Linked DNA regions of Mus musculus: regions 2, 3 and 4 are each linked to region 1. The links are chromatin contacts, called in public HiCAR-type, HiChIP or PLAC-seq and promoter capture Hi-C maps. All regions are on one chromosome and are shown on one strand. Each heading gives the region's core, a stretch centred on a gene start, on an enhancer-like site or on the middle of the called end of the contact. The rest is flanking DNA. Distances are from core to core; before and after follow the strand shown.

Region 1 (7,301 bases), core at 1,455-3,954:
GAGTCAGAAAGGTAAAGACAGTATTTTGTCCTCATTTGTAAAAGCTAGATTTCTAATACAATACATGAAAATAGGGTACTGTTTGACAAGAAAAGGACCAGACGGAGAACAAGAAACACTAATGGGAGGAAGGAGGTGAGCTAATTACATTATCTGGGGAAATGAAATATAATGAAAACCAATATTGTGTACAGTATATGCAAATATATACTATTAAAATTCAGCACAAACTGTTAAAAATATAATTAATTTTCAGAAACAAAATATAAAAGGTAGCTAACAGATGTATGGCATATAGCACTGGAAAAGAAAATACAGGCAAAGAGATACTCCAGCAAGATTTTTTGACAAAAAAAAAAAAAAAAAAACCACATTTAATATTTTGGGACTGTGCAGAGGGTTTAGTGTTAGGCTAAGAATGAAATTTCATGCAGAGCCTTGGCAGCTACTGCCATTCCCTTCTCAACTATCCTTAAGTGTCATTACTCAGTCAGTACCTATCACCTTGAATGGCTCCAACAAAATGTAGAAATAAAATTTCAAGTTTAAGTGGAAAAGCAGAAAGCCAGATTATTATTGATAACAGAACAGAATGCCACCATAGCTATTAACAATATCTGAATTCTGTGATAAATCTGCTTCTGTAATGAGTGAATCCTAAAATTCACTGACCATCTATTATGAATCAAGCACTATCTAAACAGTAGCTAACTGCATCCACAGATATTAATGCCGTCCATTCACGTAACAGCAGCGGTGTAAGCACAAGTTCTCAAGCTCCTACAACTGCTTGCATTCAAACCTACATCCATTTCATCTGAGAGCTATGAAAACCTAGTCAGGAACATTCTTGGGAATCAAGGAAGATTTAAGTTCTAAGCAGTTTCACTAAATGTGGGAAATGTAAGCAAACTACCAAAGCAGCACTTTGTCAATGACAGGGATTTGTAGACACGTGTAATTCAGGACTTGTGCATATGGCATATGCTACAGCGCAGTAGAAGGAACATAGATTAGCACCACCTATGTAACACATGTGCACTGACACCAGGAAACACTTCCTGCACTGGGGCACCCACTGCTACTCAACCACTATCTGGAGTTTCTTTCTACATTTGCTTTTATTCAAAGGAAAAAGAGCCTAGAAGGGCAGGACCCCACCAGTGTGGTTTAGTTTGTTATCTCTACATCTTAGCCAATGACAGCATTTAGGTGGTCCAATATTTCTTGAATTAAAAATTAAAAACTTAACATTCCTTGGGCCCTTAACATGTTCAGAATTTAGTTCAATAGTTTCACCATTCCTATATAATGGATAAGGCCTATAAATGGTCTGAGTAATTTAAACAGGTTAAATCAGCAGTGGCTGGAGGAGGGGAATCCTAAGGCCCTGATTCTGTTTCAAACGATTTCAATTTTATACATATCACTACAGTCTGATTTCTAAAACACCTATAGATTCTCAATTAGGAAAACACTTACTTGGAGCTACTTTGCAATTTGGGTGTTTTAAAATGCTTTCTAGAACTGGACAATATTGAAATAACCTACCAAAATACTCAAATTTTAAAAACGAAAATGACTAAGAAAATGCAGAAACTTTATGCCAGAGAAATAATTTTGAAGAAATGGCATTTCCAATTAAACAATAGGAAGAAGAGCTCTGTTGTGACAACTAAGAAAGATTTCCCTATAAGGGAGGAAGGCATAAAGAAAAAGAATCCTGCATGACGTGGTCAATCTGTCCTTGTGCTCAATTTCTTCAGATCCTGGAGTATACATCAATTAAACTATAATTCATTAAGCCAAGCCAGGTGATACTCATTAAACGAGTCATCAAATGCTGTCCTAATCCTGCATTTCTAAGTCTATACAATTACTTGAAAGTCCCACGACCTACGAAAGCACAGAATATACTCAAATTAGGTCTGTGACTCGCTAAAGTTAAATATCATAAAGCTCCCAAATAAAAATCTACCTGAACTCAAACATGACAAGGAAGGGTCAACACCGGAGGCATGTAAGCAAAAGCAGAAGTGCAGTTTTGGAAAGCTGGTGGTAAAAACCGAACATTCTGTACCATCAGGCCTTCGAATTTGACACCCCGGGGACTGTTAGTTAACCAAGGTGGGTTAAGATCTTCTGAATGACTCAACGGTGAGTCTCATAACTAAAATAATTTTCACTTTCAGATTACCCACCTAGAACTTGCTGGCGGAAAAAAAAAAAATCATACCCACTGCACAGATGAGCAAAACAACACACACGCGAGCTTTCTGGTTACGCAATCCCACGCCCGGTGGCGGGCGGCATGTGAGGCGTTCTAAACTGCTGAAGGTGGGAGCCGGGTGGGATGGGGTTTGGATGTTGGGCAGATCGGCCCCGAGAGGTGCGAGGCCCGTAGAGGAGGGCAGGAAGGCGGCACATTGCCCTTGGGAAAGACTGAACGTGGGGTTTTTCCGGGTCGGCAGCTCCCAGGCGGGACGCCCGTGCGGGACCGCAGCATAGCGAGGGGACAGGGACGAGCCGGTTCCAAGCCACGCTCGGCTCTCCCCACAGGTCACCCTGACCCGGAAACAGTACCCCAGAGTGGTGGCTCGGCGAGTGGGAGGTCGAGGTAGAGGGCCGAAGAGAAAGGCGGGAGGGCAGGAAGTACGGGGCGACCCAGAGGGTGACCGGGAAGCGCGGCCACCAGCCGCAGGCCGGACCGGGTCAGGAGGCGGGTGGGTAGAGAAAAAGCCCCTCGCGGGCGCGCGCAGGCCGCACACACTCACCTGCCCCTCCCCCTCCCCGCCCGCCCGGCGGAGGCTCCGAGCTGCCGCGGGCCACGCGCGCTCACGAGGCGCGCGCGCGCACAGCCGCTGTCTGCCTCGAGCTCGCGCTCCGCCAGCTCAGTCCCAGCTCCGCTCATTCAAAGCCGGGCGCGCGCTCCGTCGCAGCCGCCGTGGCCGCCGCGCAGCCGCCATGGCCGCCCCTTCTCCAAAAACCCGCCCGGACCCCGCCCTAGCTCCGCCCTGGCCCCGCCCGTTTCCCCGCCCAGACCCTGTCTCCAGGCTCTGGCTTCCGCACTCTGCCTCTCGTACTTCTGGCCCAATAGAGGATAGATACGTCATTGACGTGCAAGTCGCAAGCCAATGAGTGCATAGGGGCGTGGTTAGTCGGGACAGTGCAACTGCTTTGGCCTTTTGTTAATAGTAGTGTGTTGGGTTTTTTTTTGTCCTGGAGCAACTGGGCTCCTGCCAAGTTGTTTTCCTTTCCTCCTTTGTAGATTAGTGTCTCGCCTGTGACCAAGTCTCCTGTTCCATCCTTAAACCTGTCTGCTAGATGGGGCCAAGGCGAAACTGCATCTAGATTGTGAAACATTGGCGAAGCCTCTCTGTCTCAAAATGATTTGGGTGTGACTAGGACAGACCCCAATTACTGCTGGACCTGAGACGTTTACACGTCTCTTTCAGAATTTATCTGGCTCTGTTTAAATCTTAGTCCAGTTTTTAACTGAAAGTAAGGCGGGTGATTCTTCTAGGTCCCTCCTTATATCCTGCATCAGGGGCTAGCCTTTTTACCCAGCTCTTGTCTTTTTGGGGTTCTCTCTTGCAATCGGATATTTTTCTGCTGTTTGATTGACTTTTGGTTTTTATTTTTTATTGTACATGTTACTTTGTTCCATAAAAATGCTTTCATTTAAGGAAACATTGTAACTTGAACAGATACAACCTCCTACCCCCTTTTTTTCCTCCCACCGCTGATAGATCCTTGTTCTTCTAGACAGTTTCACTTCTACGTTTATACATACATATGTATGTATGTATGTACACAAGCATATTCTTTTCATGTTTTCTTTTCTTTTTCTATCTTGTGTGCTTGTAAAAATCCGAGTTTATTGTTCTGTTGGACTAAGAATTCTTAAGAAGCTACTATTAGGAAGTGGCTGGCAAGGGAGTGTGTGTGTGTGTGTGTGTGTGTACATATATTTGTGTTTATGATATATCGAAAAGTTGAAAGCAGTTTTTTCAAATTCTTCCTCAACTAGCCTTTCCTTCCTATTCCTTTTTAAAGATTCAGCTGCCTTTGTTCTCTCACCATGATTCGTCTATCCATGTAACCTGAAATATTCTACCCCCCACCCTCTTCACTGCAATCTGCTCCATATTTTTATTACTATTTATTGTGCTTTATTTTCTTTGAGAAAGGTTCTTGCAATCCTGAAACTTAAGCCCCTCCTGCCTCAGCTTCTACAGCATTCTGAGATTACTGGTGTGTACCACTAATCCAAGACAGCAGTTTAGTATGCTTACCCTAACAATGAGGAAAAAGTAAATTTAGGATTCTTTCTCTGGTTCTAGGTAAACATGAATTAATTTAATCTGGTCTCCTCTTAAGTGCATTTAATACTTGCAATGCTTTCAGTGCAGTCAGGCACATATCAAGCAATCATAGATAATAGCCACTCAACTATCATAAAGCTGCAACATTTTTAGTAACTACACAGCCACACATCAAATAAATAAATGAATAAATAAATCACCTGAGGTCCCTGAAACAGGTATTCTATCTATAATCCAATCTAGTATTATCCAAATTCCAATAATCTATAATTTCTGCCATTTTTTGATTTCCCGAAATCCTAATAGGAGCATGTTTTTTTAATGTGATGACTTACATCTTCGTTTTAAATTACTTATTATGCCCCATGATAATCTTCTTTTTTATGATTTTTTTTTTTTAATAATTCACCATTTCCAAATTGAAAAACCAAAGGAGGCACATGTTTCTACAGAAATCCTGGTGGCTGGGTACTTGTTTCACAACAGAGAACAAAAGGAAAGCAACCATACTGGCTAGTTTTATATCAAAATGTTACAGGCTAGAGTCACCAGAAAAGAAGCCTCAATTTCATTGAGAAAAATGCCCCTATAAGAGAGGGCTGTAGTAAGCTTGTGAGGCATTCTGTTAGTGACTGATGTGGGAAGGCTCACCCACTTGTGGGTGGGGCTACTTCTGGGCTGGTGGTTCTAGCTTCTATAAGGAAGCAGGCTGAGCAAGCCACATGAAGTTTGCCAGTCAGCAGCATTGCTACACGGCCTCTGCATCAGCTCCTGCCTCTAGGTTCCTTCCCTGACTGAGTTCCTCTCCTGACTTCCTTCAGTGATGGACGATGGATATAAAAGTATAAGCCAGATAAACCCTCTCCTCCTGAACATGCTTTGGTCATATTTCATCACAGCAATGAGAATCCTAAAATGACAACAAAATTGCATATTGCAATCCAAATTCATTTGTAAAATACCTGCAAGAGAAGACTTTAAATCTTGTTGGTGATCTTACATGCCGACACTTCAGGACCCCTCATTGGAGACAGCTTATTGAAATGTGTAACTTTAAGTCTTGCCCATTACCCAAATCTTGTGTGGGGGCTGAAGGGAATGACCAGATGTAAAGTGGGAAGAACAAAAAGATCTTAAAATTCACAGGCCATTAAAATTACCACTAGAAAACACTCATAGACCATAATCATTACTGCCAGTAAATGACTTTTTCTGGATTGCCTTTCTCCATGGGGTCTAGCTCATTCTGCCTGCTCTGTGCATAAAATGTTTGCATTTTAAACATAAAAACATTTTAAAGTTTCTGATCTGCGTTCTTTTGATTTTACTCAGGCTCCATTGTTTAAGTTCTTCAGCTGTAGTTGAACCTGGTTCACTGACCCTGTTCAAAGGTTGGAAGAGTCCTGTACCCCACACCAATATCTGAATTTTCACCAAAGGGTGCTTTTATTTTTTATTTTATTTTTTTTTTTGTCACATGGATAAAACTTGGACGTTAATAGATTTTTATTAATGAGCGGCTGTTCGTCGTTGAATACAGATTATGAATTCACATTTATTTCCTGATGAAGTGAGACAAAGGCTTGCAGCTCATAACACAGAGTGACAGTCTGAGCAGGCATATTTGAAATCACAGATTTTTTTTTTGATAATTTTAGTAGATTGTCTTATTGGTCTGTCTACTAGAGAATTTTATTTGATTTTAAAATAATAAATGTCAATATTCTGGGAATTTAAACATTTTTGACCACTGATGTACTTATGAGTACACTGTAGCTGTACAGTTGTTTGTGAGCCACCATGTGGTTGCTGGGATTTGAACTCAAGATATATATATGCAGGTTTGTTGGGAAGCTGCTCTTGGAAGGGTGAGTTCATTGCCCTCAAGGAAGAAGAAAGAAGATCAGGGAAGTCCCCATGGAAACAGAGGGAAAAGAGGAAGAGAGAAAACATGTGCACAGAGAGAAGAAAGGGAGTCGGGGAGAGAAAAGGAGAAACCAAAATGTCTGGGTTGTATAGCAAAGAGCCTCTGTAGGAAGAACAGCCCAACTAATGACCTGAAAAGTTCAGAGTTGGGGGCATGGTATGTCATGTAGGGACTGAGGAATGCTGGGAGAACCTGAAGGGCTGTTCTGTTTTGATATGTAAAATATGCCACTTAGCTCTTTGTTCTGGGATCTAAAACCTAACAACTAATGTTTAGGGTTAATAGTTTAATAAACAAACTGAACAGTTTAAAGCATCTTTTTTTTTAAAGATTTATTTGTTTATTTTATGTGTATGAGTACACTGTAGCTGTACAGTTGTTTGTGAGCCACCATGTGGTTGCTGGGATTTGAACTCAAGACCTTTGGAAGAGCAGTCAGTGCTCTCTTAACCGCTGAGCCATCTCTCCAGCCCAGTTTAAAGAATCTTAAAAAAACAAAACAAAACAAAACTTCTTGTGTATGTTCTTTGGTTGGTGGTTCAGAATCTAGGCCTTCCCGTTCATATGTAGCTTGGCCTCCATGTGCATCCTGAACAACTAGAACTAGGACTGTCACAAAAGCTTTTATCTGTATTATCTTTATTTGTATGTTCTATTAGCTGGTCTGCCTTGTCTTGCCTCAGTGGGAAAGGCCATGCCTGACCTTACTGAGATGGGAAGTGCTAGAGTTGAGGGCATACCTAGGGGTTCCCTCACCTGCTCAGAGGAGAAAGGGATGGGGGATAGGGGATGGGGGATGGGGGATGATTGTTGGAGGGGGGTGTGACCAGGAGAGAGGCAGTGAGTGGGATGTAAAGTGAATAAGTAAAAATTTAAATTAAATTAAACACTTCTGTGTTGTTAAGTGAAAATTAACTTTCTGTGGAGCATTGTATTGTCTCCCCCACTGTATGAGAGAAGCAGTAACCATTACCTGGTGCCTATAACAGGAAGACATGAGAGCTAAGAGCAACTGTTACAGTCAGCCTGGATAGAAATTTAGAAAAATA
Region 2 (7,301 bases), core at 2,950-5,449, 170 kb before region 1:
AAGTAGCTGGATATAAAATTAACTCAAACAAGTCAATGGCCTTTCTCTACAGAAAGAATAAACAGGCTGAGAAAGAAATTAGGGAAACAACACCCTTCTCAATAGTCACAAATAATATAAAATATCTCGGAGTGACTCTAACTAAGGAAGTGAAAGATCTGTATGATAAAAACTTCAAGTCTCTGAAGAAAGAAATTAAAGAAGATCTCAGAAGATGGAAAGATCTCCCATGCTCATGGATTGGCAGGATCAACATTGTAAAAATGGCTATCTTGCCAAAAGCAATCTACAGATTCAATGCAATCCCCATCAAAATTCCAACTCAATTCTTCAACGAATTAGAAGGAGCAATTTGCAAATTCATCTGGAATAACAAAAAACCTAGGATAGCAAAAACTCTTCTCAAGGATAAAAGAACCTCTGGTGGAATCACCATGCCTGACCTAAAGCTTTACTACAGAGCAATTGTGGTAAAAACTGCATGGTACTGGTATAGAGACAGACAAGTAGACCAATGGAATAGAATTGAAAACCCAGAAATGAACCCACACACCTATGGTCACTTGATCTTCGACAAGGGAGCTAAAACCATCCAGTGGAAGAAAGACAGCATTTTCAACAATTGGTGCTGGCACAACTGGTTGTTATCATGTAGAAGAATGCGAATCGATCCATACTCCACATAAAACCAGAGACACTGAAACTTATAGAGGAGAAAGTGGGGAAAAGCCTTGAAGATATGGGCACAGGGGAAAAATTCCTGAACAGAACAGCAATGGCTTGTGCTGTAAGATCGAGAATTGACAAATGGGACCTAATGAAACTCCAAAGTTTCTGCAAGGCAAAAGACACCGTCAATAAGACAAAGAGACCACCAACAGATTGGGAAAGGATCTTTACCTATCCTAAATCAGATAGGGGACTAATATCCACCATATATAAAGAACTCAAGAAGGTGGACTTCAGAAAATCAAATAACCCCATTAAAAAATGGGGCTCAGAACTGAACAAAGAATTCTCACCTGAGGAATACCGAATGGCAGAGAAGCACCTGAAAAAATGTTCAACATCCTTAATCATCAGGGAAATGCAAATCAAAACAACCCTGAGATTCCACCTCACACCAGTCAGAATGTCTAAGATCAAAAATTCAGGTGACAGCAGATGCTGGCGAGGATGTGGAGAAAGGGGAACACTCCTCCATTGTTGGTGGGATTGCAGGCTTGTACAACCACTCTGGAAATCCGTCTGGCGGTTCCTCAGAAAATTGGACATAGTACTACCAGAGGATCCAGCAATACCTCTCCTGGGCATATATCCAGAAGATGCCCCAACTGGTAAGAAGGACACATGCCCCACTATGTTCATAGCAGCCTTATTTATATTAGCCAGAAGCTGGAAAGAACCCAGATGCCCCTCAACAGAGGAATGGATACAGAAAATGTGGTACATCTACACAATGGAGTACTACTTAGCTATTAAAAAGAATGAATTTATGAAATTCCTAGCCAAATGGATGGACCTGGAGGGCATCATCCTGAGTGAGGTAACACATTCACAAAGGAACTCACACAATATGTACTCACTGATAAGTGGATATTAGCCCAAAACCTAGGATACCCAAGATATAAGATACAATTTCCTAAACACATGAAACTCAAGAAAAATGGAGACTGAAGTGTGGACACTATGCCCCTCCTTAGAAGTGGGAACAAAACACCCTTGGAAGGAGTTACAGAGACAAAGTTTGGAGCTGAGACGAAAGGATGGACCATGTAGAGACTGCCTTATCCAGGGATCCACCCCGTAATCAGCATCCAAACGCTGACACCATTGCATACACTAGCAAGATCTTATCGAAAGGACCCAGATGTAGCTGTCTCTTGTGAGACTAGGCCAGGGCCTAGCAAACACAGAAGTGGATGCCCACAGTCAGCTAATGGATGGATCACAGGGCTCCCAATGGAGGAGCTAGAGAAAGTACCCAAGAAGCTAAAGGGATCTGCAACCCTATAGGTGGATCAACATTATGAACTAACCAGTACCCGGGAGCTCTTGTCTTTAGCTACATATGTATCAAAAGATGGCCTAGTCGGCCATCACTAGAAAGAGAGGCCCATTGGACACACAAACTTTATATGCCCCAGAACAGGGGAACGCCAGGGCCAAAAAGGGGGAGTGGGCGGGTAGGGGAGTGGGGGTGGGTGGGTATGGGGGACTTTTGGTATAGCATTGGAAATGTAAATGAGCTAAATACCTAATAAAAAATGGAAAGAAAAAAAATAACTATGCACTATGCTGCCAAGGAATGATAAACGAAACTCCTGTTGGGAAGCAATCCATCCTGGTTCTACAGTGTGATCAGTCCAGTGCCCACTCTGCTGAAAAGCATTCTGTCCACAATTTCCCTTCTCATCCTTCCATATTTAATCTTGATGGTCTGGTCTGGAGCTACTCGTGAGCACATGCACACCTTCCCACTCCTTGCCCCTGCCACTTGCATTCAAACTCTTACACCCAATGTACCACACTCAGTGTTTTTAATGCCCAGTGTACCTGTTTCAGTCTTCTATATAAGAATATAGTGATGTTTCCTTCCAAACAGGTAGAATCTATGTTGTAAGGGACAAACTGGTTCATTTGAAACTAATCATCTGAATTTCTATTGTACTTTTCTTCTAGCTCCACAGTGATCTTTGAAGGACTCACATGTAGTTCAAGGGACACAATATCTAACACAGACACTCTGGAAGCCTGGGATGTAGAAAGAGGAAACCAAATCCCAAGGGCACAGTACAAAGAGAACCTAAACCAAGCTAATGAAGAATATACAGGAAAACCAGCAATTTTAACCAAAAGCCACACTGGGAATTTGCACCTATCTATTAAAATTTGAAGGTTAAATTCAAAGGTCGGTACCTGGACAGGGGTGGGGGAGTGGCAAAGTGCATCTATTAATGTCAAGATGTAAAGGGAAAGAGAGATGGAGGCAGGACAGGGCAAGGAAGTGGGAGGGGGTTACTTAAAACTATCTGTGAGCAAAACAATAGGGAAAACGGTGTTATCCAGAGAGTTGGGGAGATGAGATAGAAAAAGAGCAGCCTTTCTTGCAGAATATGTCCTTCAGGGACACAAATACAGAGTACATGTAAAATCAGAAAGAAATTCACTTGCAAGTGTTTAGCCAACTATGCCCTTGCACCCCTTAGCTTATGGGAGGAGGAGCAATCACACTCATTCTGAATAGTTCTAGAGGACTTGGACTTTCTGATGGACTACCTGGAACTGCATTTTTGATGAAAGCAAACATCCTTCTACTGGTTTCTTCAGAATCTTACCTTTCCAGAAGAGCAGGTAGAGAAGTTGATGCTTAGTTTTGTAGTTGTGCTATCAAATTAAAACACGATTTCTCTCCAGCCTCCTGAGGCTTTTCAGCTTCTTCTAAAATCAGCACAAATACTCTCTCCATTTCACAAGCTGTTCAAGAAATTGTTATTGTTATCAATCCTATTATCTTCTAATAGCTAGAAAGTAAATGGCCATGTATGTCTCCAGATCAGAAATCAGAACAGTTAGATAGTACCTTGTTTGGAGGACGGGGGAAAGGTAATTGGTGAACTTGGAAAAAGGGCTTACAGATGCATAAATGCTTTTCCCTAGTTGGGAATGTTGTCTCCTTTTGTGAACCCAAGCAGCCTTTGATGACGGAATTTTTCCAAAGGCAAGATGTTTCAAAGGCCCCCTTAGGTTCGTGCTACGGTTTCCTGGCTTTTAGATCTCCTGCTCAGAGATCAGAATACTCCTGCCTCAGGCCCACAGCCGCCCCCAGGGCTTCCGAGTAGCCCTGCAATACAGACAACCCATCTCCCGCCCTAGATGGGGCTCCCCCAACTGGCGGGAAACGGAGGCACTGCAGTGCGACACCCTGCCGGGAGCTGAATCTGAAGCCGGAGCTTGTGAGCCACACAGGCCCTGGTGACAGCGGCCTGACCTTGGGTTTGTGAGCCCCAGAGCAGGAACCCTAGGGGTAATCGGTCCTCTGGTCGCTAGCGTCTATGCGCCCCCACCTACCCGTACAGAGTCTCCGGCCTCCGGCGACTGTCCCCACGTGTTCCGAAGCCCCAGGTGCCGCCGTGCTGGCTCCAGAAGTCAAGAGGCCGAGGGGACCGGAGCGCGCTGGCAGCTGCCGCACCACGTGTGCTAACCGGGCTGGCGGCGCGGGCGGAGCGGGCCGGGGCTGGTTCCTCCAGCCCCAGCGCAAACCGCTTGCCACGCGCTGTGTCGCCGGCCGGCGGCCCAGTCCAGCACAAGCCTCTAGGGCATTTGGGGACACTGTCTGGACAGCGCAATGGACACGGTCTGCAAAGGAAACGGTAAGATGCACGCTTTGGTGTCAATGTTTGCGGGCACCGCAACCAATGCCTTGGGTTCAGTGAAGTCAGAGTGGACTGCTGACTCCAGAACTTCCCCTTCCATTGAAGAAGGCACCCAGGGGGCTCTGGACAAACTCAAGGAGCTCATGGGAAATTGGGCACAGAGGTGCTCTTCACAGAGGGACACCAAGGCGAAAGTGTCCCTGTCTGATTGGTTATTGAAAGGATATAATTGGAATCTGCAACAATCAGGTTGGCTAGACCAGCATGTTGGCAATCAGTGTTGCATGTCCCTTGCTTAGTGTTGCTCAGAAGCCAGGCTTGGAAATGACGCCTTTAGAAAGCGAAGATGTCTCCAAAAGGCCTCTGGGGGATAGATGGTTCTCAAGTCTGCAGTCTTCATGTTTGTGTTTCCTAGGCGATTTTTCATAAAGATTATCCGAGGTGAAAAGATTAATCTGGATTTCATTGCTATGTTATTGAAGAGGTTGAACATCTCATAATGGGTGGTGTTAACAGCTTACTCTAGGGAGTGAGCTGTAGAACCAACCAAACGAAGGAATATGGAAACTTAAATTGGTGTGAGGGGAGACACCTACGCCTTCAAATGAAGAAGGCACTTGGGGGAACACTTTTTTTTTTCCTGGTGTTTTTATCTTCTCCAGTGCAGTGGAACCAAGTGAGAGACTTTACTGCTGATTCTCAGGGTCCTTTCTAGGTGTCTTGCTTCATGATCACAGAGCATGGCAATTCAACTCCTGAATGTCTTTTTCTAGAAAAGAGCCAAACTTGAACCCATCGCAGTTCAGAATCTGCATTTTAGTCTCTGCTGTAGCAATGCCAGCTCGGTGTTTCATGAGGTGCATCTGGGAGATGGTGTCTTTTCTATCCCCAAAGGAAACCCTTGGAGCAAAAGAAACCAAGCAGGCCTTCTGTGCCAAAATTTCTCCATGTAGCATTGAGGGAATAGTACATTTGTTACTTTGAAAGCAGCATATTTCAGTTGCACTGTTTAAATGAAAATCCATGCAAAGCACACTGTTCAATCTATTTTAAGTTATATTTCATTAATTTAATGTGGGCTTTATAGTTACAATCCTTAAGGCAATATCTTAATAAAACTAAACAACCAGATATATTAAGTGTGCCACTCTGAAAACTATTGGATTTCAATTTCATTTTATTTATTTGTTTGTTTGTTCATTTGTTTATTTATTTATTGTGTGCACATGCATATGTCCTTGAGTCCATTTGTCTCCTGGAGCCTGTGTAGAGTTCCTAAGACAACTTTTAGAAGTTGATCCTCTCCTACTACCTCGGGTTTGGGGGTGAAGCTCTGGTTAGTGAATTTGGAGGCAAGCAACTTTACCCACAGATACATATCACAATCTCCAGACTTTCATTTTATAGATGAGCAACTGAGACTGGCCAAAAAAGTCAACAGGGGTGTGAATAATTAGCCCGTGGCAAATTTGAAACCAGCATACTCTAAAATCCAGACATGGAAGTTTCTGTATATTTGTATAAGTTAGTGATTTACAAAGTAGAAGTGATTTGCTGAGCTTAGCCACAATGTTAGAGAAACGTGGTAAGGTGTGAAGGTAAACTCCGAGATGATGGCGTGCTTGTGCATCTTGATTGTGATGGTTTCACAAACAAAACGACAAAATGTCAGATCTCTAGACATATAGCACAATGTCAATTTCCTGATGGTGTTGTGCTATAGCTCTATAAAATATAGTTGCTGGCAAAACAAAAACAAAAACAAAAACTGGATGAAGGGTACATGGGATCTCTCTCTTCCTTTTCTACTTCCTATGAAATTATAATTATTTCACAATAAAAGTGTTTCTTTAAAGTCATTTTACAAGTACACCAAATTCCAAATATTATCTATTTTTTTATAAATCCAAGCATCCACAAAACATTTTATATACATATGTGTGTGTTATAAGGCGTTTACTACATACTTAAAATATTTGTTCTATAAACTAATATTTGCATACTTCTTTACTGGTGTTTTAAAAGACTAACTTTTGTATGTAAGCTGTTGTATTATAGAATATACATTCTTAGGTATTAATACTCATGCAGGATACCAGCATAGAGTAATTCAACAGTATCTTAGCAATTTACTTAGTGGTTTGGGGTATTTTTCCTTAACCTTGGGGGAATGGGGAGCAAATAACCTCAGAAATGCTTCCTGTGTTAAGTTAGCAGTCTGGAAGTTTTTCTTTCCTAGCATATTTTTCTGATTGAAAATACTAAGGTACTGAGTCTATGTAGAAGTTTGTTCTTTCATCCTCCCAGCCCCAGGCTCCCAGAAATACGGCTCAGACTGAAAGAATATTAACAAATACCTTGCCCATATGGATAGGCTCTTCTCTCTAGATGATAATTTAATAGAACTCATTTATTTTAATCTACATTCTGCCACAAGACTGGTTACCTATGCTCAGGTACCACAGTTTTGTCTTACCACATCTTCGCTGGGCAAATCTCCTGAGCCTGACTCTATCACAGAATTCTTTCTGCCTCCCGGATGTTCCACCTTTTATTCTTCCCTTTCCTATAAGCTATAGGTTTTTTGTTTGTTTGTTTGTTTGTTTTTATTGGCAGGTGAGGCATCCAAACAGAAACAAAGTATTCTCTCTACAAGTCTATAATTTTCCTTTTATCTTAACAGAGTATTTTCTGAATGCACAGCCACCTCCTTGCAGAATTGATGGGAGGGGGCAAATTTTCTATAGAAAGAAATCATGCTTGTAAATGCTTCCCTCTTTACAAAAAATCAGGAATATAAATCAAAGTTGAATTTTAATATCTACCCTTTTAAGGAAGCTCTACTTTGAAGGTTGACAACCAACGGAAGAGGCCCCAGAGTATACTAACGTAATTTTAACGCAATCCTATAGACTAAGTTCCTAA
Region 3 (7,301 bases), core at 2,935-5,434, 160 kb after region 1:
GAATTAATACTTTCTCAAATATCTTGCTTTTGCATAATAAGTTTTATAAAATAAAATATTAATTCACGAGTTTTGGTGTGCAGGTTCATTATCATTGCTTCGTACTGCCATACACATCACAGATACACAAAACCCTATATTAAATGTACTTTTTTGTTTAAAACTATAGTACTGAAGTATGATTAACCTACAAAACGCTATACATCCTTAATGTACTATATCCAATTTAATCATCACTTCCATAAGCATATTCATCATCTCCAAGTGTTTCTTCCTAGATTCTTCACTCATTTTTATAAAAATTGTAATAATAACACTTCACATGAAATCTTTTCCCTTAGCACAATTTTAGTATGCAAGTCAAGTCGTCACCAGTAAGACACGTACAAGATACTAGGGCATGCTCTCGATCATACTCATGTCTCATAACTAAAGCTTTGGTCAACAAACCCAATACCCACCCTTCTACCTGCTGCCAGTTCCTAACATCCACCATGCTAAATACTGCTTTTATAAAATAGTAAAAACAGCATCTATTCTCAGCTTGAAAAGAAAGACACACACCAACACAGTATGAGTAGGCTACAGAGTGTGATTAAAGCAGAAAGGGAAAGACATAAAGGTGTGGGTTCAGATGTCTCCAATACACATGGAATCTAACTCATCTATACACTCTGGCAAAAGTAATCAGAAAGTAGGAATCAGAAGGCAAAGGTAGAATTTACCTTAACACTTCCATCACAGAGAAGTCTGAGCCCACTTGCCTCAAGGTCACAAAAGGGCAAAGATTACAGCTTAGAAATGGTTTCCGCTGGAAACCCCTAAGCAGCCATGTCTGGTTCTGTGTGGCTAGACTGTGGTCGTGGTTCCTGTGCCAGAAGTCCACATGTGAAGGCAGCAGGAGATGTTTGGGTGCCTTAATTGCTTTGTTTGTTTGTTTGTTTGTTTGTTTGTTTGTTTTAACTTGAGCTTTCCTCTTCTGGCATTTAAGTTTCTGATAAAAACCTCATAGCTTCCAAATATGTCATCTTACTGGCATTTTACAATATAGGTAAGATTAAGATGTCTCAAACATTTTAACAAACCCTTAATTTCCCACTCCTAACTACACACAAAAAAGGGCACTATGTGTGTTGCTTACCACGTAGAAACAGATTGTTCTGTTTTAAGCATGTCATGGAGGTATTGAATTTTATAGAAATGTTACAAGTAATCAAATACATTTTAATATATATGACAGAAGAACTGTTTCCCTATGCCAACATCCAAAGGCTTATTTTAAAGACCAAATAGTTTTTGTTAATGTTCCTTTTTAAAAGAAAAAAAATGTGTTTTTTTTTTCATGTTCTTCAAAAATTCTTAGTGTCTGAGTGCTGTTACCATTTGTATTACAAAAGCCTCGTGGCTGAAAGCACTCTGCATTTAGCTCCTCCTGGAAGGGGGTGCACTTTAAGTCTATCTACCTTCTATACTTTCATTCCAACACCAGGAGGAGGAAGCGTCATTCATAACTCATGTCTTGATACAGCATGTGATAGCACTTACACGGCAGCAGGAGGGAGCCAGAATTTTGCTTTCTGTTATCTTACATCTTTCATTAACATCTGTTTCTCTATTAACATCCGGCCTCTCCAACCCCTGGCATGTTGCATTTAAACTACAAACCCAATGAGTAAAACCACCAGGCCAGTGTGGAATAAGGGAAAGAACTGAAGAGTTGGGTTAAAGAAATGCCTTTCTCTTTACTTTAGCCACTAAATCCAGATCTCTCAGTATCAAATGAGCCATTATAATTAGAGCTCAATGATCAAGTTGATATGGATATGGGGTTGTTTGGCTTTTGTTTTTAATTAATCTTAATTAATCTTAATTAAATTTATTAAGTCAATTTAATTAAAATAAATAAATATTAATTACTATCAAGAAGGAAGAATTCAGCCACTCTGGCCAAGTGCAAAGACTATTCCAGTGATATGTGTTTTGTGTGGGCGGTTATGTTAACCATAAAACTCCAAGAGGAGAAGAGTGCCCACCCAGCATGTGTGAAGCCCTAAGCTATGTGGAACGATAATGTGGAACCCGGTACCACAAAATTAAAAGAGGAAACGTTTCATTCTTGGTGCTTGCACGTGGACACACACAGGGCAGGCACACCTTCTCCCTTGATGGTCAGTCTTGTTGCTCCGTTTATGCTGCCATATTTAGGTATAACTTCTGTCACTTTGGGAATTGTCTCAGAGCTACCTGAAAAACACATAAGGATGACAGTGATATAATCAAGATCTTCATTCCAAGCATCACATTTCCCATTCAAGTTGTAAGATGCGAATGAACCCTGACTAATGCCCAAACGGGGAATTAAGTACTTAACCAACACTCACTAGCTTTGTGTGAAGAACTTTCTGGGATTTACAAAGAATAAGGATCACAAAATGGTCTTCACCACTCGTATCTACCATATTATAGCACACCAGTAAACCCTTAGCTTTCTGTCCTGCTCCTCTAGCTACAGATCCATAACTGTACCAGCAGCTTACACAGCACTGGCAATACCTGCATGGAGATTAGTATTTAGCACTAGCATGTAAGTGCAGTGCTAGGAGATACAAAGACAAATACTGTATTATAAGCAGAAAGCTCTTCCTAACCCCTTTAGGAGTGGTCCATAGTTCCTGACAGCTTTCCAGTATCCTAACGATGCAGAGTGAATAGTGAAAGGACCACTTAGCCACTCTTTAAACTGGGTTAGCTTCCTGCAGACAGAGAACGGTTACATTTGTACTACCCTCCCTAAAGACTAACTTAGTCCAAAATGGCAGAAAGAGCACAGGGTCTTGGGTGGCCTGTAAAGAAACACTTCCCTCATATTTCTGGGACCACTCTGGTTTCTAGAATGGAATTCCTCCACTGCATCTTGAAGGGCAAATATGGATGAGTTAGCCTTGGTCTACCATTCAGAAATAGAAGGGAGGCTCTAATAGAAGTTACTAGACCAGCGAGGCAAAGCCAGCAGCTTCTTTGGAGAATTGTACATAATTCTTGAACATGGCTAGGAAATACGATGCACAGTGGCTAGAGGTGTTTTATTTTCTGCCTAGAGTGTATAGAGGCAATTGTAATAGACGCAAAAACAATTTATTAGAGTAAGTACAAAACATTAAGGCACAAAGAACAGCCCCAAAGATTATTGTTTGAAACGGATCTCTGAGAAAAGGTGAAGGAACTTCTGACTGGGTAGTTCATTGCTGTCTGAAAACGTGTAGCATGGTCTGTGGCAGCCACAGCTCCTCAGCAGAACGGAGGCTTCCGCGCCCGGACCCAACGCCTGCGAGCTTCAGGTTAGCATTGATCTTGAGTTTACAGTGTGTTGCAGTATGTGCCTACTTGCAGTCCCTGCCCCCGAGAGCCAAGAGAGGATCTATCTGCAGGGAGCTGGATCCCATCTCCAGACATTGCAGCCTCTCCTATCTCAAGTTCATCCTCTCCTTATCTCAGCACACAACTCCAATTTCTTATCACGTTCTCCCCAGCCCTCTCCTGGGGTTTGCTTTGAAGACACTGGGCAGCTTACCCTGGAAGTGACAGACACCCGCCACAACACAACCTGACCTCCTGGGAAGAGCTTTCCCTTCTGCTGAGAAAGAGACACAAGGAGAGCAAGAAGAACGGGGTGGGGGTGGGGGGTAGGGGGGGTGTTCAGGTGGTAAAATTATGCCGCTCTGGAGGGGGGTGAGAAACTTCCTCAGTTCAACCCCAGCATTGATCAACAATTATGAGGGAGGTTTCTCGAGCTAGCCCTACTTGTACTGGTGTCTTTCTCTGGGTTCCAACCTCTGTTTCAGACTTTCTCGGTACTGTCTCTGTATGAGTCAGAAGGCTGTTGCCGACCTTCCAGGACCCTAGGTTCCCAGAAGGGCGTCTGCCCAGGGCAGATGGCAGGTGGTCTCCCCTCCCTGTGACCAGTAGAGCAGGGTCTCAGGATTGGCTCCCGACCTTCCCCCACTGCGTTACCTTTGTGGGAATCTGCTGCACACCAAAGCAGCCCAAAGAGAAACCAGGTCCCTGAGAGCCACAGGTGTCCCATCGCAGAGCTGGTGCTGCGGAGTCTGCAGCAGCCGCTTGATTGCAGAAGTCGCCCGAGCTGAAGCTTGCTTGGCTCTGGGAGCTGCTCCAGCGTGGGGACTCACCCCAGAAGCCAGGGCGAACCTGGCTGCCAGAGACCTGCCCCGCCCCCAGCTCGTCCGCGGTGTGTCTGGGATTTCACAGATACAGACATACACCACACACACACACACACACACACACACACACACACACACACACACACACAGAGAGAGAGAGAGAGAGAGAGAGAGAGAGAGAGAGAGAGAGAGAGAGAGAGAGATCTCCCACCTTTATTTTCCTTCTTTTAAATTCTAGAACTATATATTTTTATTTGCCGGTCTACCGTTCTCATTAATTGCCTTAGATTAATTATAAGACCACCTAATACATGAACCCCATTCACTTTCCTTCACACAGGATCGTTCTATCCCTTCAGTTGACAAAGATAAAAATAAAACTTTATCTGATAGCTGGAAGTTTCCCAAACACCATGTCCGTGGCAAAGCAGACATAAATGACAGCCACTGATGCTTTCCTTGCTAGCACTAGTCCAGCTGTCCCAGTAGACTGAAGCACAGTGACATTCAGGGAGTGAGAGCTTAGCAGTGTGTCTGAAGCTAGTATTCTTACTCTTGTCAGAGCCTTAGGTGGTACATCTCTGGAGAGAGCTTGCTGGGGGAACAGGGTACGGTCATGGTGTCCATAAGGGTGCCAGGTAGCAGAAGAATGAGAAACAGCGGTTCCCAATTGTGGACTGTGAGGTTCTCATGCCTACTGAATGTTCCCCAAGGTGATTCCTTAGTCTTTGACTGTCCCCCTCCTCCTTCTACTCCACACACCCTAATTGTCAAGGTACTTTGTTCTTACAGGATGCATAGGAGAGCTGAATAACAATCAAGTACTAACATCAGGGTGGAAGTGTTTAGCTAGGTGTCCTTCGGGGGCTTGTGGGAAGCGGGGATGCTCATGCAGGCTGAAGCATTTAGGGCCCCACCGTCATGATTAACAATTAACCTCACATGTTTGACCAAAGAAAAGGTGTGAAATCAAATGTGAAAGATCATTAAATAAAACCTAGAATTTTAAATAATTTCAGAATGCATGCATCCATATACCCATATGCTTTTCATTTTTCTGTAATTTTAAAAATTTTCCCAGAACATTTAGAATTCTTTGTTCATCCTTTCACCTTTCTCTCTTGTAGGAAGAAATACTTTTCTTCCATGACATGCCATCCTCCTCTTGTGCACTCTCGGCAACTCTTGCCGTTATCATTTCACCAACATCCCTTTTACCTCATTACCTCATTCCAACGAGCCTCCTCTCCTCTTGCCCACTTTTCCTAGAAATAAACACAGTGTTCATTATGTAAATAATAAGAACAATGTGTGTGAATACACACACACATGTGTATGTGTGTGTGTGTGTGTGTGTGTGTGTGTGTGTGTGTATGTGTGTGTGTGTGTGACAGAGAGAGAGAATGCATATAATGTATATGTGTTTGAGATTGGGTGTCTTACTAGACAGCCCAGGCTAGCCTCAAACTGTAGGTCCTCCTATCTCAGCCTATGCCAGCAAACCCAGTTAGACCTTTATCTTTTTGTAAAACTATGGCAAAATCCCAAATTTATTCAGGGCACTGCTGAAAGCATTCATCTGCTCCAAGGAGGAATCCATGTTCCAAGGTCTGCCCCAATTGCTTGAAGGATGGGGGGAAGGGTACCTGTGCCAAAGTGAGTGAGTGGCAATCAGAGGGCAAATTGCAGTGGTCACTTCTGTCTTTCTACATGGTGAGAGAGACCGGGGGAACAAACTCAGAGCATTAGACTTGGCAACAAGTGCATTTACTCTCTGAGCCATCTCTCTGATTCTCTTGTATCCTTTTATGTTTCTACTTAACCAAGAGTAATTACCTGGTCCATTACAGTTGTTCTTTCCACTGAACCTCACCTCCATTAACACTAAGCCTATTTAACAAGATTAAATTTGTTTGTACAACAATGTATGTATGTGCATGTACATGCATGTTTGGATGTATATTGTTACATATATACATGTTGCACATGAATACTTGATATTCAACACTACTGATTCATTTTATGTTTAATATATGACTATATATAATAATTGGTATCCCAAATAAAAGGCTTGTTAAAAGTAGGCAAATATTTCTACTATCTTTTTTCTAAAACTAAATTAACAAATAGGTCATTTAGATTATTTGCCTAATTGGCTTTAAGAAAGTTAATTTTTAAAAGCAAATTAGCTGATTTTCTTACAATGCTTGCTTTCTTAAAGAGCCATCCTTTACTTTGCATATATGAATTTTTAATAAGCTTTGTTGAATTAATGAGCATCTTTAACTGATTTTCCCTCCTTAAAGGGTACTTATTTATATGATAAATAAACTCCTTGAGATAAGATCACACTAGTGAGAGTTTTAATCATGAATTACTAAAATAATTTGAGGGGTAATGTGGCAATAAGTAATTATAACTCGATGAAATGTATGTCTTTTGGGGCCCAAAAAATTGGCTATGTGATCTATGACTGAAATTACATCTTTCAAATACTTAAAATTTCATTTTTAAAATCTTCATGCCTTCGTACTAGAACAAAAACAGCCATATAGATTATTGAGAAACAGTAGAAATCCTGACATAAACCATTGTAATTATAACCACTTAATCTTTTACAAAGAGACAAAAAATGCACACCTGAGAAAAGATAACCTTCTTCAGCAAATGGTACTGGAAAAACTGGTTATCTATATATAAAAGGAGGAAAATAGAGCCCTTGCTCACATTGTTCACCAAAATAAATGCCAACTGACCAAAGACCTCGACATCAAAGCTGAAACTTTGAGAGAACTAGAAGAAAAAATAGGGAATACACTACCAGATGTAAGTTATATAGTTTTCTAGGGAGATAGGCTTTAATGGTCTCATAATTGACAATGTGAACTGTACAAATTACAGTTCCAACCAGCCAGGCAAGGTATGCCTGCTAGTTCAATAGTAGCAAACCTCTTATGGGATAACCAACTCCTCTTGAACTAGACTTAAGGCCTGCTCCATGGAAGGGGATATAAATCTGACACTGTAAATCCAGCCAAAAGCTCATGTCAATGTGATCAGAGGCCCTACAAGACAACTAACTCCTATTGTGTAGCTAAATTGACATGGCACAGAACTGCA
Region 4 (7,301 bases), core at 2,168-4,667, 140 kb before region 1:
TCATTTGGGTTTTGATATTATCTAATCCTTTTTTTTACAATTATGTGTGTGTAAATGTGCTTACACTTGTGTGCTCATGTGTGTGATGTTCAGAGAAAAACCTTAGGTATCATGCACGTCTAAAATAGAATCTCCCATTGGCCCAGAGCTCACCAATTATCTTTGCTTAACTGCCTAGTAAGCCCAAGGAAACATATTCTCATTTGAGACAGAAAATAAACATTGATAGACATTAAAATGGCTACTGTGAATATTAAGATATTAGATAACAGCTATGGACCTTAATTAGATTACTTGAGATAAGACAATAGTAACACATTTAACTACACAGTTCAGAATCTTTGCTACTTATTCTTCTGATGTAGATAATCAAGGAAACAAATGTTACCCTGCTTGTCACCTCTCAGCATAGCACTCATACAAACTATTTACTAAAGGTAAAAACGTTTTTTCCAAAATGTCTGTAAAGAATGTCTATTGTAGGTTATTTGGTGGGATGCTTACCTGGCCTGCACTAAACTACACTGCATAAACCAGGTTGGACTGAGCCTACCTGTGATCCTAGCAGTCGGTAGATAGAGAAACCGAAGTTCAAGGCCATTCTCAACTACTTACCAAGTTCTCAGACAGCCTGGAGTATTTGAGACACTCTCTGAGAATGGAATCTAACACAGTTGTCTTCCAAATCTAACCAAAATGCCTCCTTACTTTCTAACATACAAATAAAAAGTATTAGTTCTGGTTTATTTTAACTTTAGAACCAATGTAGGAAAACAACTATACTTTTTTCATTAAAATAAGCCAATTCAAGTGGGTAACGTCCAAATGTGTCTTGGAATTAGGTAGGTATTGTGGTCATTTCTCAGCGCTAGCTGGGTAATTGGCTATTTCATTTAAAACATTAGGATTTCTATAAGTCCCCTCTCTGGCCTTCTTCAAGCAACATTTATATTTGTACATGGTGAATGTAATTAGGCTTTTTATCACTAGCCATTTTAAAAAACAGATTTGAGAGATCATTTTAAAGATTTAAAATGTGTTTTAAATTAAATTAATAATTGTAAATATGCATCTGTGGCTTTTGCATGCTCACAATCCAACAGATTGCTCCTATTAACAATACAAAAGAGCAATAAGATTTGGAAAGGGAAAAAAGAAAACTTAAGTGAAAACCACAAGTAGAAGAGCTGAATGGCTGCTAGTATGTAGAGAGTTAGAGCAGCAAGCAGGACTAAAGAGCTCCTGCAGATGGATCTGGTGGTTGGCTTGTGATGGGCAGAAGAAAAAATGCAAATTGGACCAATGTGAGATACAGAGCTTCTTTTGCCAAAGCATCCTGGACTCCTTGCTGGGAAAGAGCAATATAAATAAGCACAGGCAGTGAAAAGCAACAAAAGCTATGAAAAACCCTTGCTCACATGGAGAACATGAACTGCCTAATGTCAAAAAGAAGTCTCACAGATACTTATACAGACAAGGGTAGCAGGTTGTCAAGATGTTTGCCATTGCCTACATGGCTAACAGGGAACATAGTGTTTTAGTTTTTTGTTTGTTTGTTTGTTTGTTTTCTGTTGTCAAACTTGAAGCCTATCATAGAGCAGATTTAAGGGGCACTACATTTCAGAAAGGAAACGTAGGTTCATTTGCACCATTGAAAGAGTCAGATCTAATGGTCACTATTGAGTGAAGCACATTTCTTTTCCATTTACTAGAAACATAAGACTATAAAACACAAGTGCTTTTGGTTTGACTTTGAGGTTACTAAAATGCTCTGTGTCAGAGAGGTTGCTTTACCAAATGTTAAACTATTAAGTTGAAAAGAGACCAAGTGGATGAGTGCAAAAGATTATGCTGGGAATTGAACCTAAAGCCTTGAGCCTTGAGCCTTGAGCCTTACAAATGCAAGGTAAGTGTTTTCCCACTGGGCTATAACTCGACCATTGTGGTTCTTAAGAAAATACCCTATATATGTAGTCACATAAGTCTAATCCCCAGCTACATACAAGGTGAGACAGGAAGACCAGGACTTCAAGCCCAAGCAACATCATAAGATTTTTTTCTCAAAAAGCATAAAATAAGTATACACTGTAGTGTATACAAGTAAATACACTGTTTTAATGTGTAATGACATCGATTCTTTTATAATGATTAATTATTTATTTTATTTTATTTTCATTTGTGTTTTGTCTGTGTGAAGGTGTTAGATCCCATGGAACTAGAGTTATAGAGAGCACCATGTGGGCTCTGGGAATTGAGCCCAGGGGGAAGAGCCTCAGCACTGATTCTAATTTTCAATCATTTGTTGTAGTTATTTAAAGAGTTGCTACCTATGAATACATGTGTTTGTTTGTTTGTTCATTTGTTTTTCTGAACTGGGCCCTCATATAACCCAGGCAGGCCTGGAAATCTAAACAGATGATGCAGGCATTTCCTGTTTTAGTGCTTTAACTTAAAAGTAAGATGAAATAAGTCCTTTCCTACCCATGTTGGTTTTGATCACAATGTTTACCACAATATAAAGCAAGGTAACACTGAACTTGGTACCCTGAGTAGAGGGCTACTCTAGGCTGGTGACAAACGTGACCATGTTGTTTAGGGGGAGGGTAGTAGAAAGGTTTGGAACTTTTGGGCTGAAAGATAAGGCTGCTTGAGGACATTGTTTCACACAGTCCACTCATCATGGAGACATTAGATCTACTCTGTAAACAGCACTAAAGGATAGTGTGATAGGCTACGATCATTTTTGAAATGTGCTACAGTACCTTTAAGAGGGATGAGGAATGGACCGTACATGAAACACCTAGTGAATGAAGAATGAACACTGAGGCAGTTTCTTCCAGTAGTATTAGCCTAAATAGAGGGAAAATTATAATATATTAAAAGAAAGAAAGAAAGAAAGAGAGAGAGAGAGAGAGAGAGAGAGAGAGAGAGAGAAAGGAAGGAAGGAAGGAAGGAAGGAAGGAAGGAAGAAAGAAAGAAAGAAAGAAAGAAAGAAAGAAAGAAAGAAAGAAAGAAAGAAAGAAAGAAAGAAAGGAAGGAAGGAAGGAAGGAAGGAAGGAAGAAAGAAAGGAAGGAAGGAAAGGAAAAAAAGAGAAGATTCCTCATTTAAACTAATACTATTCAAAATTCTTTGCATCACATTTGAGAATCCATATAAAGAAGACACATTGTAGTGTTTAAAATTATTGAGCATAAAATTTTATCAACAAATAAACAAGCCTTAGAAAGAGGCAAGGAGCTGGAAATGTTTATTAATCTCTTTGAAGGTCTGCTGCAATTCAATCATGTGGATGCCTCCCAGCTGGCAAGAAAACAGGATTGCTCAAAGGTTTCAGATTGAAAAGCCTCACACAGCTCTCTAGGCAAGAAGTTTGGCGGTGGTGCTGGAAAACCACAAAGACAAATTCCCCAATATTTATCATATGATTTGTATTCTGCAGCCATTTCCAGTCTCAGCGATAACAGTAGAAAGGCTGAAGTCAGAGTGCAGGAAGAGAATGCTTGAGCAAGAAGTTCCATACTGAGCACACCACAAAAGATCTGCTGGCAGCCTTTCTTACAAATCATTAAAACAGACAATTTACTTCTGGGCAAAAACACAACCAGAAAACCTTGGTTTTAAAGGATAACCATAATCTTACTGAATTTTTTAAAAAATGGCATTTCTGCTTAAAGCTCCTGTGAACTGTTTCCCTTCATATATGTTTATTCATGGAGAACTGTGTGGTCTGCAGCAAAGAGTACTACTAGAGCCAGTAGCAAAGGAAAGGATGGAGCGTGTTTCCTAATGCTAGTTTTAATATTTATAGAAACAGCAATGCCCTGCGGAAAAGGGGCTGAAAAGATTCAGCTAAGAACTTTCTTTAAAGATGTAATTTTCATAGGATTGTAACTTTTAACTTGAAACAGTAAACACATTTCAGGTTAATAAATTTTACTTATGTCATATTTTTATGTGAACTCATTCTGGGTCTATCTTAAAATATAGTTTATAGCTGGAAAAGGGTCACTATACTAATATCAAATGGTCATGTGTTCATCCTGTGTTAAAATAATTATAATTTAGTATTTAATTTAAAATCATCAAAAACAAAACAAAACAAAAAAAACAAAAACAGAAAATGAGCTACGCACCCCACTGCATGGCTTAGAATTTGAGTGACAGTCACTGTTCCCTCTGCTTTCCATGGCCACAGAGCAATTCAAACATTGCCTGGGTCTTATGCAACGGAGTCAAACAAAATTAAGAAATTACACTTATTTTCTATTATCATGGCAAATTGACTAAGTTTCTCCCGATATTTACTGGAATTCTTGATAAATAACAAAGACTCAGTTCATATTTGTGGAATAAAAATAACATTTACTAAAAGTCCTGGATTCAAGGCATAAGATTTGTACTTAGTAACAGTATCACTGTTAGCCAATTCCTAGATATACTTAGTGATCATTATCGGCTTCATCTTTATTGTATTTAAAACTTGCTTCCTTTAGGAGTATATTTTTCCAATGTCCAATTCTGCATAATAAAAAGGCAACAAGCAAACAAACAAACAAAAAACCCAGAAGACCTTTAATTCTGTTTATTTCCTATTTCTTTCATTTCACAATCTGTTTCTGTAAAGGAATTTCTGAGCACAGAGGTTTGCAGATAAGACTGTTAACATGAGAGTAGGCAGAAATAGAAATAGTACTTTAGATGCAAGCCTTCCAGGTGTTTACGAAGGGAACCACAAGCACACTGATTTTAGAAAATCCACAAATCTATATTTAGTATCCCAAGCACTGAGAAGCTGACAGCTCTCAAAGAATATTTACAGTAGACTCATAGCATGAAATTGACTAATAGTCCCTGCCTTAGTAACTAGCTCTTATTTTTTCAAGTTTCAAAATAGGTCTACTGAAATCATACATATATATATGCACATATATGAAAATACTGCATTTGGCTGAGTTTATTATAACAAAAATGTAGCAATAAGAATATGTGAATATTTAAAAATGTAAATACTGGAGTTTTAAAAAATAAACTCTTGTCTAGAACTGTTTTCTATTTTAATACTAAAATTCTAATAAGTGATAGAAGAAAAGAGGAGGAAAAACCATAACAAGGAATCAGGGGAATAGTTTTTCAAAGCATATTCTTTGAATTCTCACCCGAGAGAATTGAACCCATTAAAAATGAAGCTAAGATTAATATTTTATAATCCATAAGATAACATATATGTATTTTCTGAGGCAGAAGCTTTTCAAGTTTGCCAATTTGGAAATCATTATTTTCACTTGCTTACTTAAAAATTCTTTTGAATTGCTATTCAACTCATGTGAGAAGCCCTGAAGCTAACCTAGCCTGTGATTATCATATCTTGCATGTGGCTTTAGCTTTCTTGTTGGAGTATGCAGAGATAGAGACAGAATTTTTAAACCAAGAAATCATTCTCTCCTATCTTACTCTCAGGACAAGGACAAGCACCCTGACTCGAGCAAGTGTGACTGTCTAATGACAAAAGAAACTGGATAAGGACTACAGGGGGAGACAGTGGGTCATAAAGAGAGCTTGGGGAGAGGGGCTTTGTGCTTTCACAAAGGTATGGTGCCAGGGCTAGACCAGGAGGGCATATGCATACACCTTTATCTCCAAGTCACTGGAAAGCACTGAAAGGATTTGGTTGGGCCTAGCGAGTCACACAGTATATTGGAGACTGGGGGTGATCAGATGTGCACCTTAAAAAAACTTTTTGGGTCACTATTTAAGCATCTACTCTAGTGGACAAATCTGGGAGGCCAGGTGAAGATTGGGGAAGAAATAGATGTTGAGAAATGTGGAAATTCAAAGATAACTAGGAAGTAAGAAAGATAGGGTAATTTTTTGTAGACGTGTAGAAGACAAAATAGTTAATACAGTCATCAAGATCCCTGGGTTTGCATGGTGAAAACATTTATTACCTTAGAGAATGCAGCAGTAAGATCCACCTGCAAAGGAAGTGATTTTATACATTCTATTAAAAATGGAGGGCATTTGGGACATACAAGCTGAGATATACAAGTGGATTGTCGAAAACGTAATAGATGTATGTGTTTATAGAATTTATAGATCATCTACCTTCAAGTGGTCATTGAAGCAATTGAAAAGAAAAGCATTACCCAGGAAGGAAATGTAAGAGAAACAAATGAAACAGCCATGCCAATGTTTGAAGGATGGGCTAAGCACATGCTGAAAGGCAGGAGAGAATCGGAAAGGGAAGAGTAGATTTGAAAAAAGGAGTAGTGCTTACTCCAAAGGCTGATCATAAGTCAAGATTCTGGTCAAAACTAGCCGCTAAAGTAAGGGCACAGAGGTCATATGGGACTTAGGGCAGGAGCTGCCAGCTAAAAATGGTTAGTACTTGTGGAGGGCCATAGGGCAGGGACAGCCCCGGATAATATACCCAGCTAATCATTCACCCAAAGCATGCTGATAAGGGAAGGGGAGAAAGCCAGTAGCACTCAAAATCGGAAAAACAGAGACATATGTTGATGTAATTTTTAAGACAATAATAGCTAATAACAGTTCACACCCAACTTCATGATTATGATATACTTCAGCTCTTCTAATGATGCTCATAGAAGCCTAGGCATAATTATTCTACTTTATAGACAACAAAATACGATTCTAGAGAGTTAGAGGGGCTGATTGCATAATTTCCTTTACAAGAAAGACATGAAAGGATGGAATTCGATTTTCAGGTATAGGAATTTGCCTTGTAAAGGGGAAACAAAACTAACAGGATGTGAAAACAAAGGTATGGGGAAGAGACTGGCAAAGTTATAGGATTGGAAGTAAAAGATGTACCTTCTATTTTGTCTATCAAGGGCTAAGAGCATCAGCCTCAGTATGAGGCAGCAATAGTAGGGTGGTATGGTTGAAGTATGGGCAAGGTTTCAATAGGCACTGAGGTGAACAGGAAATAACACTCTAACACTGACTACAGACCACAAAATGATGGCCATATATTCCTCCAGCGGCTGGAGATCAAGAACAAACAGTACTATTCATCAGTGGGACCACGGGGGCCCTTCTGTGCAGATGCAGGTCAGCCCAGAGGTGGCCACATTAAGTCTGAGATAGCTCTGGAAGCTGGGATGTTGACTACATATTAGAGACACAGAAGACATTGGAACCCTCTAAACAGATGAGAGGATGGGAAGCAGGGAAGATCCATTGTGTTCACACCGATTTTCACCTATTTTCTTAAAAAATAGAGTATGATTCTAGCTAATCAATTAAGCAACTAGGTAATGAATTGCATTCAAACTATTAA

What was found. HiCAR-type assays count read pairs that join an accessible place to other places. HiChIP or PLAC-seq counts read pairs in DNA pulled down with a chosen protein or histone mark. Capture Hi-C pulls out chosen DNA fragments and counts their contacts.
Region 2: a HiCAR-type map of astrocytes shows a contact between it and region 1, with 4 times the contacts expected there. The contact joins the promoter of 2310069G16Rik here to the promoter of Ebag9 in region 1. A contact is called at or near these places in 3 of 39 promoter capture datasets (liver and neural stem cells), 2 of 484 Hi-C or Micro-C datasets (both in embryonic stem cells), 2 of 115 datasets of contacts at active chromatin or transcription factors (both in astrocytes) and 1 of 9 other capture datasets (pancreatic islet).
Region 3: a promoter capture Hi-C map of adipose tissue shows a contact between it and region 1. The contact joins the promoter of Pkhd1l1 here to the promoter of Ebag9 in region 1. A contact is called at or near these places in 12 of 39 promoter capture datasets (the 3T3-L1 cell line, 3T3-L1-derived adipocytes, cranial neural crest and 6 more), 17 of 484 Hi-C or Micro-C datasets (the G1E-ER4 cell line, Th1 cells, cortical neurons and 9 more), 8 of 115 datasets of contacts at active chromatin or transcription factors (CD8 T cells, the SCID.adh cell line, embryonic basal ganglia and 5 more) and 3 of 9 other capture datasets (adipose tissue, liver and pancreatic islet).
Region 4: an H3K4me3 HiChIP or PLAC-seq map of forebrain shows a contact between it and region 1, with 2.9 times the contacts expected there. The contact joins the enhancer-like site here to the promoter of Ebag9 in region 1. A contact is called at or near these places in 4 of 39 promoter capture datasets (embryonic stem cells, liver and neural stem cells), 1 of 15 datasets of contacts at CTCF or cohesin (the NIH/3T3 cell line), 37 of 484 Hi-C or Micro-C datasets (the C2C12 cell line, LSK cells, adipose-derived mesenchymal stem cells and 24 more), 10 of 115 datasets of contacts at active chromatin or transcription factors (the SCID.adh cell line, astrocytes, cardiomyocytes and 6 more) and 3 of 9 other capture datasets (adipose tissue, liver and pancreatic islet).

What each region holds. Positions count from the first base shown.
Region 1 is chr15:44,614,843-44,622,143 of GRCm38.p6, reverse strand. Ebag9 (estrogen receptor-binding fragment-associated gene 9) reads right to left here and starts at 2,704. Exons shown (of 7, transcript NM_001357691.1): 1 at 2,237-2,704.
Region 2 is chr15:44,784,661-44,791,961 of GRCm38.p6, reverse strand. 2310069G16Rik (RIKEN cDNA 2310069G16 gene) reads right to left here and starts at 4,199. Exons shown (of 3, transcript NR_040309.1): 1 at 4,072-4,199; 2 at 3,339-3,477. It also overlaps a transcript of Sybu not described here.
Region 3 is chr15:44,454,336-44,461,636 of GRCm38.p6, reverse strand. Pkhd1l1 (polycystic kidney and hepatic disease 1-like 1) reads right to left here and starts at 4,184. Exons shown (of 78, transcript NM_138674.3): 1 at 4,012-4,184; 2 at 2,155-2,244. The coding sequence starts at 4,084.
Region 4 is chr15:44,756,612-44,763,912 of GRCm38.p6, reverse strand. It overlaps a transcript of Sybu not described here. Among named protein-coding and RNA genes, the nearest start is that of Sybu, 12 kb to the right of the region's middle. Within about 2 kb of position 3,417, at least 15 of the 459 cell types and tissues checked have an H3K27ac peak or open chromatin away from gene starts, as enhancers often do. A contact at or near this core is called in cerebellum, cerebral cortex, cortical glia and 1 more, where this site is marked.